2 separate regions of the Rattus norvegicus genome follow, and region 1 is linked to region 2. The links are chromatin contacts, called in public Hi-C maps. All regions are on one chromosome and are shown on one strand. The core of a region is the stretch at or near the end of the contact, and the rest is flanking DNA. Distances in the headings are between cores, read along the strand shown.

Region 1 (6,342 bases), core at 2,128-4,627, 140 kb after region 2:
TCCTTTGGTGATGAACATCGATGTGGAAGTGTAAGCTGAATAAACCCTTTCCTCCCCAGCTTGCTTCTTGGTCATGATGTTTGTGCAGGAATAGAAACCCTGACTAAGACAGATGGACTCAGGGGTGAGAATGCATGGATTTTACTCGCTTGTTGAGATGATGTGGGTTTTTCGTGTATGGTTTCTATTTACACGGAACAGGAGTGGAATACTCTATGGCAGGTTACTGACCATGTCTCACAGGGAGGGGGTGAAGTGCGTGAGCACAGGAAGCTACGCTGTGCCTTGTTTCCGGCCACTTTCCCACCTCACTCTACAGAAATAGATGCATCGTGTCGGTCTGAAATCTTGACTTTGTTTTCCCAATAAGCTGTTATAATTGTGAAGGCTCGTGGGGGTGGGACTAGAGCAGAGGCCTCGTCCAAATGAGCTATTCAGACGCGTGGCATGTCCCCAAACCGTACCTCCTAACGATGTGTGGATGATGTCACAATTGCTGTTCCCCTCACAGATTGGAATTTAGGGCAGGTTACTTAAAAACTTTTCCTTGCTTTCTCTAGATGACAGTTGGGCTGTTCCAGAAGGATCCTCTATAGCCTAGGGGCCTTTAGGAAACTATAATTAAAAATATTTAAACACTCTATAGAAAAGAGGTTAATGTTTTATTCACAAACAGTTTTAAATATTGCTACATTTACATGTGAAACTGTCACAGCTCTGGGAATTGAACCAGGACCTCAGGCAGGACAAGCACTCCACCGGCGTGCCACACCCCGGCCTGGGAAATTGTTATTAAATGCTTTACAACCAAATTCTGAAGTATTTATGTGGAAATAGTCGTCGTTGCTTCAGTTTTGGCTCCCTCTCTCTGCTTGTGGCAGACCTTATGAATAATTAAAAGTGTCGAATTCTTACCCGATTGTCTAGTGTGCATGCATGTGTGAGGAAAGAAGCCACTTATGGATCGTGGGGAATGTGCTCGCTGTGTGTCTGTAAGGGAAAGGTTTCGTCTTCCTAAAATTCCCCTGGCACGTGCAAGCGGCAGAGTGCTTTGGTCGTGGCGTGATGGACAGGTCTCCTCAGCTAGGCAGCCTGACCAGAAGGGAGTGTAGAGAGAGTGGGGTCCTCGGTCCCTGCCATCTCTAGGGCTGGCTTCTCATCTGTGAGGTCAGGCTTGCGCCAACCCCACCATAAGAAAATGGACTAACTGATCCCGAGCCAGCTGTGCCTGAACCGGGCCCCGAGGGCTTTCGTACCGTGCTGGCGTCATTTTCAAACACTTCTCTTGCCTCCTCGAGGTTGCAGATTTCCTCGTAACACTCCCTTTCTAGGTTCCCCTGGAGGAATTCTTCCAGGAGGTAAGAACTGGCCCGCCTCCATCTCAGCAGAATGTTGTTTGCCTCCGAGGCTGGAAGAAACACTGCAGAGAGGCAGGACAGTGTGAGCAGGAGCCCTCTCTCACCCAGGGCCTCAGCCAGCGCATGCTGCTCCCCCCTGGTCAGCAGGGCCTGCTCTGAGCATCCCCAGGACCAACTGCTTACATCTCAGCTGGGCATGTACTTTCCATTGGTTGAGTGAGTGGATGGCCCTTGTAAGATTTGGGCAGACACATTGGCATTTTGTGGATAGAGGATCCAGGCCCAGAGAAGCCATGATCATCTAGGTAAGCGTCCACACAGTAGTAGGAGGACATGGGCAGGAACACCATTGTTTGCTTCAGTGTTATCTACCCTGGTAATTTTAAATCTTGCAACACCTGTGGGCAGACGCACAGCAGGTAAGGGCTTCATGGAGAGTGGAGGGTGTCCATGTGTGAACAAGAAATACAGGAATGCAGGCATTGAGTGGCTTCTCCACAGTAGGAAGGAATCCTGGCCAGGCAGGCAGGCAGACAGACAGACAGCTCTGGGGACCGGGTGTACTAGGGTAGGCTAAGTCGCTCCTTCAGGCACAGCTCAGACCCACACAGTTTTCCTTCCTGCACATTCACAGGATAGAATTGGGCTCTGAGCTCCTCCTACCCTTGCTGCCACTTTGGACACTTAGAGCAGTGGTCTGAGGAGAGGACCGGCTGCCAGGAAGATGCACACAGTTTGGCATTGATGTGGCAACAAGGTTTTGTCCACCTCAGGGACAGTGATGCCATCACAGGGCTTAGAGACACGGTCCTGCTCACCAGGAGCACCTAGCTCACAGTCACTGTCAACAGGATGACGGCAGGTATGCAAGCCATCTTTTTTGGGCGATCTTTTCCCCCAATACCGCTGAGGAAAGTGCCAAGTAGCCCCATTTGGCTAAGATTGTGTAGACGTGGACCACAAGGCTTGGCAGGCTCAACCCAACAACAGTGATTTTCTGAGCAGCTCTGTGCTCAGGCTTGGGTGCGTGTGGAGAGTGGGCAGATAGAACTTGCCCGTGTGGGCTCCACCCTCACAGGAAGTTGGCGTTTAGCAACCGTTCCACATGGAGTGACTGGTGAGGACGAGTGTCAGGCCTGGATGGGGGGAGTGCGGAAGTCAGAGAGAGTGAAGATCAGTGGCCCGGAACCACAACACAGAAGGCCCTGCAGAGTCTCAGAGGGGCCAGGAGTGCCACAGAAGGCTTCGACGCTCCAGGGTAGAGAGAGCGATATGGATCCAGGCTCGGGTTGGCTGCCCCACAGCCTCTGGCACAGAACAAGAACACCCGACATGTACATGGACAGGCTACAGCCTAGCTTTGGCTAAGGTGTTCCCAGCCTGGTCTCGTCCTGCACAACTTAGGCTGTACTTGGCCTGTTAAGGCCCCTGTTCCTCTCAGCAGCTGTTACCACACTGACTTTCAGGAGGGAGAGTGAGAACACGGCTTGTCCTTTCAGACCCCTACAGACAAGATCATCTACAGAAGCATTGAGTGTCCCGAGGATGAGATGGCTAGGTCTGGTGATTCATTCCTGTGGTTCTAGCACGTGGGAAACTGAGGTGGGGGATTGCCAAGAGCTGAAGAGAGCCTGAACTGTAGAAAGTTCCAGACCAGCTTGGACTATAGAAATAAGACTCTGACTTAAGAAAATGTCTTGCCCTGCAGTTACTTGATGTGCCAGAGTGGGTTGGTACCCAGGGGGCCTTTCCCCTTTTCAGAGGAGAAGGGGAAGAGGGGTAGGGGAGGGGCTGTGTGATGGGCGGACTGGGAGGAAGGGGGGGCTGCAATCAGGTTGTAAAGTGAAAGAATAAATAAATTAACCGGGGTGGGGGCGGGGAGAGAAAATGTTCTTTAAAAGAACAAAACAGCAAATGCCTACCTGACAGCTCCACCTGGTGCAGGGCGAGGGTGAGGACGAAGGAGAGAATGAAACCCCGGTGCAGTGAGATGCAGTCAGCCATGCTGACCCAGAGCCTGGCTGGCTCAGGCAGAGCAAAGTCTGCAGGTAACCAAAGTCCAGGGCTTCGGGAAGCACTGTGGTCAATGTGTGCCTTAGTACACATAGAGCGTCTAGATGACCCATGGACCCCGCCCGGCGTTGATGGCTTGCAGAAGAGGCTCCTTCTCACTGTGCTCCCCTCCTGCCTTTATGGTTAGGGAGAGGTAGACACCGAGGGGCCTCTGCATCGGTCGGATCCTTTCCCTGCAAGGCGCCTTCCTGGGTCTGGACACAGCACTGAGTAGGGAGGAGGTTACCACAGGGATGTGTAGTCTTACAAGGGAGGGGGCACATGGAGTGAACAGAGAAGGGGATTTTACAGTGCAAAATCCCATGATGGAGACGGGCAGGTGAGAGGCCTCGGTGAGAGCGCACAGTGCGATCTGAGGCACGTGGGAGGAAACCAGGAGGCGTGACTGGAGCCACACTCGCAGGGACACGGGAGTAGGGGTACATGAAAGTATCATGAGCAATGGGTCCTTCTACCAGTGCGCTGGTGCCTGTATCTTTGGTTGACTGTAGGACACTCGCAGGGGCAAAACTCGAATGACACCTTTAATAAATAATAAATAAACACGATTATTTATTAAGATAGAGAGGGAAGGAGACAGAGAGGGCAGCACCCTATCTTCAACACAAACACTGTGGAGTTGTTTTCTAAAAGTTGGATGAGAAGCAAATTCAACTGTATCTGTAGTGAGTGACCTAAGCTGGAAATTAATTTTCTAGGATCAAGCAGGGTGACGTACAGGCAGTCTGGAGGTCTCTGCGCTGCCTCCTAGGAAAAGGCTGGAGAGATTTGTCTGTGGGGAATCCATCCCACGTGGACATTTACACACCATTAACAACTGTTAAAACCAAGAACAGCAGCTTGAGAATAGGGATCCAAATCCTTCTGGTCAGCACTCAGGGAGCTCTGAGGAAGAAGAGGTGGGGAATCTGTAAGAGCCCGAGGGGACACAAGACAACAAAGAAACTGGGCCTTCTCGATACAGTGGGACAGACTCACGTGTGAACTCAGAGACGTGGCAGCATGCAGGTCTAAGCTAGATGGCTTCCAGCGCTGGGAGGGGAGGTAGACACAAGCACCACCAGGAACCCAGAAGTTATCTCTAGTTGGCAATTGCTCTCAAAGGAAAAGTGAGTTTTCCCCAACGGAGTCCCAGTAGGTGTACAAACCACACTTAAAGACAGGTCCTACACCCAGTAGATGGCCAACACAAAACCAGCTCAATGAGGAGTTGGGGATTTAGCTCAGTGGTAGAGCGCTTGCCTAGCAAGTGCAAGGCCCTGGGTTCGGTCCCCAGCTCCGGAAAAAAAGAAAAAAGAAAAAAAAAAAAACCAACTCAATGGTATTTTTGGAGGGTTTGTTTGTTTGTTTGTTTGTTGACTTTTGGGGGGATTTTTTTGGTCACATGATGCTCCAGCTGGGCATTTCTTTCTTACCTCACGGGCCTTTTGATTATACATTATGGCCTCAGATTTTGTGTTTTTATGGTGCCTCTGTGTGGGCCTCCCCATCTGTGTATGTTTCTTGTGCTTTTTCTTTGGCTTTTTAAAAAAAATGTTCCTTTTAATCGTATTGTATATGTAGAATTTATCAGAGTAGCTTACAGACAGGCCCTTCTGGTCTGATAATGGCTGTCTTCGGTCCAGGACCAGGATCCAAACGCCGTTCAGTATCCAGGGCTGGATGTCTCAGCTGCTGTTCGATGTACACCAGGCTCCTGAAGAGGGAGACATTCCAGCCGAGGGACTGGCTTGCCAGCCAGAGTGAGGCTAAACAGCAAAGTGAACAAGCTTCCGTCTCCTGCGTCCTTTACATAGGCTGCCGGCAGAACACGTGGCCTGGATTAAAAGTGGGTCTTCCCACTTGGAAAAGATCCAACCAAGGGAAAAGTCCCCCACAGGTGTGCCCAGCCACTTAGTTCTCAGTTTATTCCAGATAGAGTCTTTGACCCAAGAAGAACCATCACCGGCCCTAAACGCTCAGACTCGGCATCTCTGGCCTCAGCTATTTCTGACAGTTCTGGGCTAATATCACCTGGTCACCACCCCCCCCCCCCGAAGGATTTTGTCCTCTGTCTTCCCCTGCCACCTAGGACCACTTTAAGTGAATTCTTTGGATGAAATCGAGGCCCAGGCATGGGGAGCAAATTCCCAGAGGTGTTGCCATACTGCTCAGAGCTGAGGAGAGAAGCGCAGGCCTGCTATGTTTGACCTCCTGGCTCACCCACTCTTTAGGCATAGGGTGATAGACAGCAGGTCCACTCTAGAATCAGCTTCCCCAAACCATCCAGGATATAAAACCACGGAAGACATCTGGGGCTCAGGTTCCTTAGCACCAAGAGGGGCATGGTCTCTGTGGAAGCCACCCTCCCTCCGGGGCAAAGTCTTTTCTCCCTCTGCCATTTGCCAGTGAGAGGCCATTTTTATTTTATTTTATTTTATTTATTTATTTATTTATTTATTTATTTATTTATTTATTTATTTATGTTAGGTTCAGACTCCATTTTAGAGAACCTGACCTAAGTTTGAACTCAGGCAAACTAACAGGCTGGTACCTAGCATCCATTTCCAAGTTGACTCCCAATAAAACCAGAGCCTAGCTCCAGTCTGTAGGCTAATCCCCAACAACAAAGCCCACCCTCTGCCTAACGACCACCAAGACAGAGGGGAGTAGAAATTAAGTTTATGATAGGACTCCCAGCACCAGCCAATTATGTTAAAGGCCACAGGAACTCCCCAATTAGATGCCTGCACACTCAAACCCGCCTTGCTCCTTACCGTAAAGCCTTGCCCCAATAGATATTTGGGGCTCCCTGCCCCCCCACTAAAACCATCCTGCGTGACAGCGGTGCTCTGGGGTGACCCAAGTCAGCTGGAATAGAATAGAAGACCCTGCTGTGAGTTGTATCAGACTGGCTCCTGTCTGTGTTTTA
Region 2 (7,105 bases), core at 1,645-4,144:
TCTTGTGCAGGCCTGGGATATAAAGAACCCTTAACTCTACAAGTGTCATAGATCCTGCCCCTTAGCCCTTGGCAGTGATGAGAATCACAGCTACCAGGCCTATGTACCAGAATCCTGTTGTCGGCGCTGTTACCCTTATGTAGTTGTCTGAGCAAATGTCACTGTTCTGGCCTGTTGGTCACCACTCATTCTCCTGTCACTGCTTCTGGTGCTCTTTTTTCCTGTTATTAGCTCAGCCAGCTCTACTAAAAGCAAACAAAAGAGAGCACTTGACAAAAACATTTTATTGAGCCTAATGTTGCATCATGAGGGAAGGCATCTTAGGAAGATCTCTCCCAGCCTGCTCACCAAGTGAGCCAGTCATACGGCTTGCTTAGACAGCCAAAGAAAGGACTTTCATAGCAATCACAGCAAACCTCTAATGCAAAGCACAGGACCTGCATTAGCTGTGGCACAGGCCCGTGCAAAGGAGAAACTACACTCTCACAGCTGACCACTAGGGGGCAGGACCTCTCAACAGCAAAAGGAGTACTTACAAGGAAGCTGTACCATCAACAGTTTCATCGGCAACATTTAACATCAGCTAACAACCCTTCTGTGACACTAACTCTTAGCCAGAGAAGGACAGGTTCTTCTATTATGTGTCAAGGCCACCCTGAAGGATTGCTACTTCAGTGGTGATACAATGTGACAAAACATTCAAGTAGCCTAGGACAGTCAAGGAGACAGGAGAGAAAAGCAGTGAGGAGAATATGTCTCCCTCCCTCCCTCCTTCCCTGGCTCCTCTTCTCCCTCCCTCTCTCCCTCCCTCCTTCCCTGGCTCCTCTTCTCCCTCCCTCCCTCCCTCCCTCCCTCCCTCCCTCCCTCCCTCCCTCCCTCCCTCCTTCCCTCCCTCTCTCCCTCTCCCTCCCAAGGCAGTCAGCAGTCAGTCTCTGCCTTCACCCTGAAATAAGAAGGTACTCTGTCCCAGGGATGGGAGCACTCTCCTGTGTGTACAAGGCCTCCTTTTAGTGAAGAGCTTGACAGCACCTAGGGAGCTGAGGACCCACCAGTGGGATGATTTGGGGACTTCTAGTCCAGAGAGGAAAGCCCCGTCACTGAGCCTTGACCCAGACTTTCTACAGATATGTTTTAATTTTGAAAGCTCTTTTTTTTTCACCTTTTAATTTTTTTATTAACACTGGTGTTCTGCGTGCATGTGTGTCTGCATGAGGATGTCATCCCCCTCACCCTCGTAACAGACAGTTGAGACTGCCATGCGGGTGCTTGGGATTGAACCCCTGGGTCCTTTGGAAGAGTAGCTAGTGCTCTTAACCACTGAGCCATCTCTCCAGTCTTAATTTTAAGAGCTCTTATTGGAAGTCTTCACACTTCTCTAAACATTATGAGGATGGACTGAGGGCTCTTCATGTGTCAGTCTACTGAATTGTGGTCATTTGCTATGATTTAACTGACTCTATGATTACCATGAGTTTCTGATAGGAGTTTGGTTTTTTTGTTTGTTTGTTTGGGGTTTTTTGTTTTGTTTTGTTTTGTTTTTGGTTGAGACAGGATTTCTCTGTGTAGCCCTGGCTGTCCTGGAACTCACTCTGTGGACCATGCTGGCCTTGAACTCACAGATATCCTCTTGCCTCCGCCTCTGCTTTCTGAGTGCAAGGATTAAAGGCATGTGCACGCACCACCACTGTCAGGCATGGAACTTACTCAATGTGTCCATAAGCCCACTGCTAATGAACTCACTGAGAGTGAAATCTCTAAGTCCACCTGATGGGTTCGTAACCTACTAGAAGTCCACGTTCGGACTCCTGCTCAGAGAGTGTAGCGTTGCCTTCCCCTACAAGCACGGAGGACTGCAGGCAGGAACACGCCTCTGTGCAGAGAGGGTTTGACACCTTTTTGCTGAGGGCTACTTCTTTTCTTTTCTTTTTTTAGGATGCAAAGTATTTTATTTTTAAACTTCTAAAGTTTGAACACAAGATAGCTCTGTTTAGATGAGTTTCCAAGCCGAATGCAGTTGCATGGTGCTCAGTTTCTGGCTGAGAAACAGTTCCTAATACCCTATGTGTGTGCTTACGTTCTGATCTGTGGGTTACCACTGGTAACGTCCCTTTATGCCTTGGCAAGGGCTTAACAAACATTAGACATTGTCCTAGTCTTACACAGCCAGTGTTGTTCCGAGTGTCTCCTGGGAGGCATAGACCATGTACAGGAAGCCATCTTCATCTCTCTCACTCTGGTACACTTCAGAGATGGCCGTGGCTACACTCACCATTGCTGTGCTCATGAGGAAGAAGGCTTGGTTAGCACTGAGCTGCAGGTGCCTTCTAAATATCTTGGTGAGTTCGCTCATATTCACGTGATCAAGTACAAGGAACTTGGCCTTGTCCAAGATGGGCAACTGCTTCTCATCCTTGTATCAATCTATAATGGCGGGGTTCTGTTCCTGGATGAGCCGAACATCTTCCATTCTTTGTTTGAAGCCCCAGCGCTGCTGAAGGTCTTCTCGGATAGCGTGGTGGTCTTCGTGGTAGTCTTCTCGGATGGTGACAGCATGGCGTGCAGGTATCCCTGGTCAGACGATCTGACTCCCACGAAGATCACGTCCCTTGTGTGTCTCCTCAGCCCTGCTGAGGGCTACTTCATTGGTTCTGTCCCATTGACACTAAGGGAGTGGGAAATCCCCTAACCTCTGCCTACCCCTGTGACTTTTCCCCCACATCCCCAGGCTCCCTACATCTAGATTCTCTTCTCTGAGCTGGAGGCTGGACATTGTGAGGGCCTGGAGGCCCTGAGGTCCTGTGGTGGATCAGTGTGACCGGCCAGTTTTCTGTACCCAGGTCCCAGGGATGCTTGGTTCGCAGACGCCACCAGGGGGCACTGCTAGCCTCCAGATGGTAGCATTGGCAGGGCTACAGGGCACAGCTGCAATTGTGCAAACCCAGCAAGTACACCCAGCTGCTACCACTGTTCGGGGCCTGGCAGCTTTACCAGACCAAAACTGGGACGAAGGGAAGCGGGGGGAGGGGCAAGGCATGGCCCACAAATTCACAGGATGTCGACGGTCATTATTTTTCAGAGAAGGTCCCTGAAGCCAGGCAGACTCCTCTTCTGATGACAGTGCTCTCTTGCCCCTTCCCTATGCTCTGGAAGGTTATTACCTGGGTTTCTAGGGAGATGGGTGTAAGACCTAGAACTCTAAATGGGACACTGCATTTATCACAAAAACAGTGCTGTGCACAGTGGTGTGACTGTGGCAGGGACTGGGGCTTCCATGCTCTGGCCAGACTTCTAGGAAGAACATACTTCCTGCCCCGCCCCCGCCCCCATTATGGTCCCTTAGGTGGATGGGAGTATAGTGGTTTTGTTTTGCCTTGAGGGGATGGAAAAGCACTCTCTGTCAGGGCTCCTCAGTGCCCCCTGAGAATCCAGCGGAAGACCGCAGGATGAGGTGAACCCACCACAGATGAAGCAGATGGCAGAAAATCATTGTCTGTGGCTTTCTGTGGTTAACAACCACTGAGCCCCCGAGTGAGCAGGTATTACATGGCAGCTAGAGCAACACGGAGAACAGCCAAGCTCAGATACGCTAGGCCATGGTGAGCCCTTCCTGAAGGCCTCAACGGTCACAGGACTCCCGTGTGTGTGTGTGTGTGTGTGCGCGTGTGTGTGTGTGTGTGTGTGCGCTGAGAAGTAAAAGCAAGCACTGGGTCTACCATGTGACCCCCCCCCCCCAAACATGGCCTCTTACTCCTCATGAGACATCAGAGGTTCTGACTGGGAGAAAAAAGCGGAAAGACAATGAGTGTCTTTGCTCTTGACCTCCTCTGGAGCAGTGGAGCCTAGACCCAGACTTACCTCAGTGGATGTTCGTAAGAGGACAGCTCTGAGGGTGCCTGGTGGCGAGGCTTGTGATCCTGATGTAGCTCCTTACCAACATTGGTAGGATCACAAGCCTTTGCTCTTTAGGTGACAGTGTAGGTTTCCAGGACTCTAGCCTGCAGTGCCTAAAGCCCATCATACCCTCCCCGCCAAAACCCAAGCCCAGAAAAGAAAAGGGAAGGGAAGAGAAGGGGTGAGAAGAGGCAGAGTTTGCCCCATGGGACATTCCTGTGTGTAAGGAAGACATAGATCCATTGACAGCAAGAAGCTACAAGATGGCTGGAGAGATGGCTCAGTGGTTAAGAGCATTGACTGCTCTTCCAGAGGTCTTGAGTTCAAATCCCACACGGTGGTTCACAACCATCTGTGATGGGATCTTCTTCTGGTGCGTCTGAAGACAGCTACAGTTACTTATTTATTTATATATGATAAATAATTTTTTTAAACACACACACACACACAAACCTAGAAAGCACCAGTAGTCAAAGAACTGTGGGGCTACAAGGATAAAGGGATGGGAAGGTAAACCAGGCAGGTCCTGGTGAGGCTGCAGAATGTCCATGGGACTTCAACTGTGACTGATACCTGGCACGGCCTTCGTGATGGCAGAAACAACAGCACCCTGTAGATAGGACCTTGATGTTTACAGCTGCCCTTGAAAAACCTCCTACCATCCATGAGGAAAATCTAGGGTGCTGGCAGACGCCTGGGCATTGGAAAGGTACATTGCAGAGGCTCACACAGCAGAGCCACTGCAAACTGGGTGAATTTTATTGTATATAGGTCATACTTCTTTACTGCTAGGAGAATGTGAGAATTTACCAGAATTAAAAGGCAGGGTACTTAAGACGATTCAGCGGTTAAGAGCATTTGCTGCTCTTGCAGAGGACCTAGGGTCAGTTCCCAGCACCCACATGGTGCCTCACAACTGTCTCTAACTCCATTCCCAGGGGATGAAATGCTTCTCTCTGGCCTCCTTGGGTCCTTCATAGCTGTGGTGCACATAACACTTATAAAAGGAAAATAAAGTTTCAGACACAGAAGGCAGCAACAAGTTACAGAATTTATTACAAGTGAAGAAGAATGCAGACACATACATACACAGAAACACAAATAACACAGAGAGACAGAGACAGAAACAGAGAGCAAAGTACAGAGAGAAAAGAGTCCCTGCAAAACAGAGAGGACACGGATAGCTAAATCCCCTGGGGTGACCTGGATCTTATACATTGTTCCATTGTTTTGGTAGCACAGGGCAAATTCCCCTTCCCTGATTGTGCTGGTCTGTTTAAACAAAGAAAGGGGGCAGAGAGGCTCACTGCTTTGGATAAACATGTTTAGGACAGGCCTTGTACATATCTGACCACCCTGGACTGGTCTGCCAAAAGGATCCCTGCCTCCACAGCACCCACAGGGCCTTTTGTCTCAGGTCAGAAGAACTGAAAAGGAGCTGGAAGTTCGACATCTTGATTATCTCTCAGTGACCCTTTCCCTATCCGGCTACCTGTCAGGGGTGATTTTTAGCTTCTCCTCTCTCAAAAGGAGAGAATGACCCCTGAAAGTTGTTCCTTGACCTCTGCACATATTGTGTATGGTGACCCCCCAAAAACAAATAAACAAATAAGTATAATTAAAACATTAAATACGGGGCTGGAGAGATGGCTCAGCGGTTAAGAGCACTGACTGCTCTTCCAGAGGTCCTGAGTTCAAATCCCAGCAACCACATGGTGGCTCACAACCATCTGTAATGAGAACTGATGCCCTCTTCTGGTGTGTCTGAAAACAGCTACAGTGCACTCATATAAATAAAATAAATACATCTTTTTTAAAAAAAACATTAAATATGAAAGTTTGCTTATCTTTCAATGGCTCTGGTAGAAGAAAATCAAAGCATTCTATTTGTATAGTCAGAGCTCTTCTAAGTCGCTGAGCCCCTTGGGGACACTCCTCACAGTCTCCTCTGTTGGAGGTTTCTTCTGCAGACCCTGGCCTATCAAGCCGGAGATTGTCCAATAAGTCAGAAGGAAAGGATCACCCGGGGTGCATCTGGGGAAGCTCCTGAGACAAAAGTAACAAAATTGTGTTCACTCTGAGACAAAAGTAACAAACCCATGTTCACACTCTAGGGCCTAGCACTCCCATCTCCCTGGATCACAAAAGCTGAGGGAAATAAAAAGACACAAAGGAGAGTGAGCAGGGCTCTATCACATGAGGCGGCACCTGGATGGACAGACAGCACACGGGAGTGGCAGCGCTGGCTGCGGAGGACTGAGGAGCTGCAGTGTGGGAAGAAGGGAATGGCGGTGATGGACACACGTCCTAAATCCACACTCGGGAGAATTCCGGAAGCTGCTGTTTGTACTCTGCCAGCTTTAAAGAGGGTGTGGGCTGGGAGGATGGCTCAGCAGCTAGAGAACTGCTCAGTCACGTGCATCCCAGCACCCAGGTGGAGTGGATCACAACTCCGGCTCCAAGTGATCTGATGCCTTTTTCTGGCCTCCTCGGAGACCTGCATACACATTATCTTATGCACACACATAAGTAAATACATACGTTTAAAAAAATAAAAAAGTCAAAACAAGCAAACAATACCGTGCAGCCCTGACGTTGGTGGACAGGGTTCTAGGGGTGGGAGAGGCTGGGAGCAGATACTGCCTTTTCCCTAGCCTTGGGGACAGCTGTAAGGCTTTGGCGGAAGGAGTGGCAGGGGTGGGAACTGGCTGTTGATAAATGTCAACAGCTCCTAAAAATAAACAGGCCAGAGTCCAGGTGCTCAGAACTTGTGAAATTAGTTTCCACTGGCGTGCAGGCCGCCCCTTAGGGGCAGCTGAGCGTCTTGCTTTGACCCTACGTCAAGAATGAAGTCAACTTCGTTCATGATTAGTCCCTGGCTTTCCAGTACCACAAAAACTCCAGACTACTTGGCTACAAATGGCCAAGCTGCCCACTGTGTTTGAACTCTATTTTTATGGCACACCAGTTCCCCAAGATTATGTTCCAGATGCTAATGCACAGGACATGGCTGGCTATGGCTTGTAATCCCAGCATCCAAGAATCTGGAGCAGGAGAATCCCCAGAGCTTTAGGGCCAGCCAGGGCTATGTAGTGAGGTCCTGCTTCCAAAACACAGCACAGAACAGGGGCAGGTGAGACGGTTCACTGAGTAGAGGCCCTCGCAGTCAAGTGTGACTATCTGGGTACCTGAAACCCACACTGTGGAAGGGAAT

The links. Hi-C and Micro-C count contacts between places; a contact is called where the count stands out from the background.
Region 1: a contact with region 2 is called in a Hi-C map of liver, with 3 times the contacts expected there. The contact joins the promoter of Proz here to the enhancer-like site in region 2. A contact is called at or near these places in 3 of 12 Hi-C or Micro-C datasets (hepatocytes, kidney and liver).

The regions. Positions count from the first base shown.
Region 1 is chr16:83,162,242-83,168,583 of GRCr8, forward strand. It overlaps Proz (protein Z, vitamin K-dependent plasma glycoprotein), which reads right to left and starts at 3,378. Exons shown (of 8, transcript NM_001309433.1): 1 at 3,281-3,378; 2 at 1,257-1,420. The coding sequence starts at 3,362.
Region 2 is chr16:83,018,352-83,025,456 of GRCr8, forward strand. It overlaps the pseudogene Map1lc3b-ps1. Among named protein-coding and RNA genes, the nearest start is that of Grtp1, 13 kb to the right of the region's middle. Within about 2 kb of position 2,895, at least 8 of the 93 cell types and tissues checked have an H3K27ac peak or open chromatin away from gene starts, as enhancers often do. A contact at or near this core is called in liver, where this site is marked.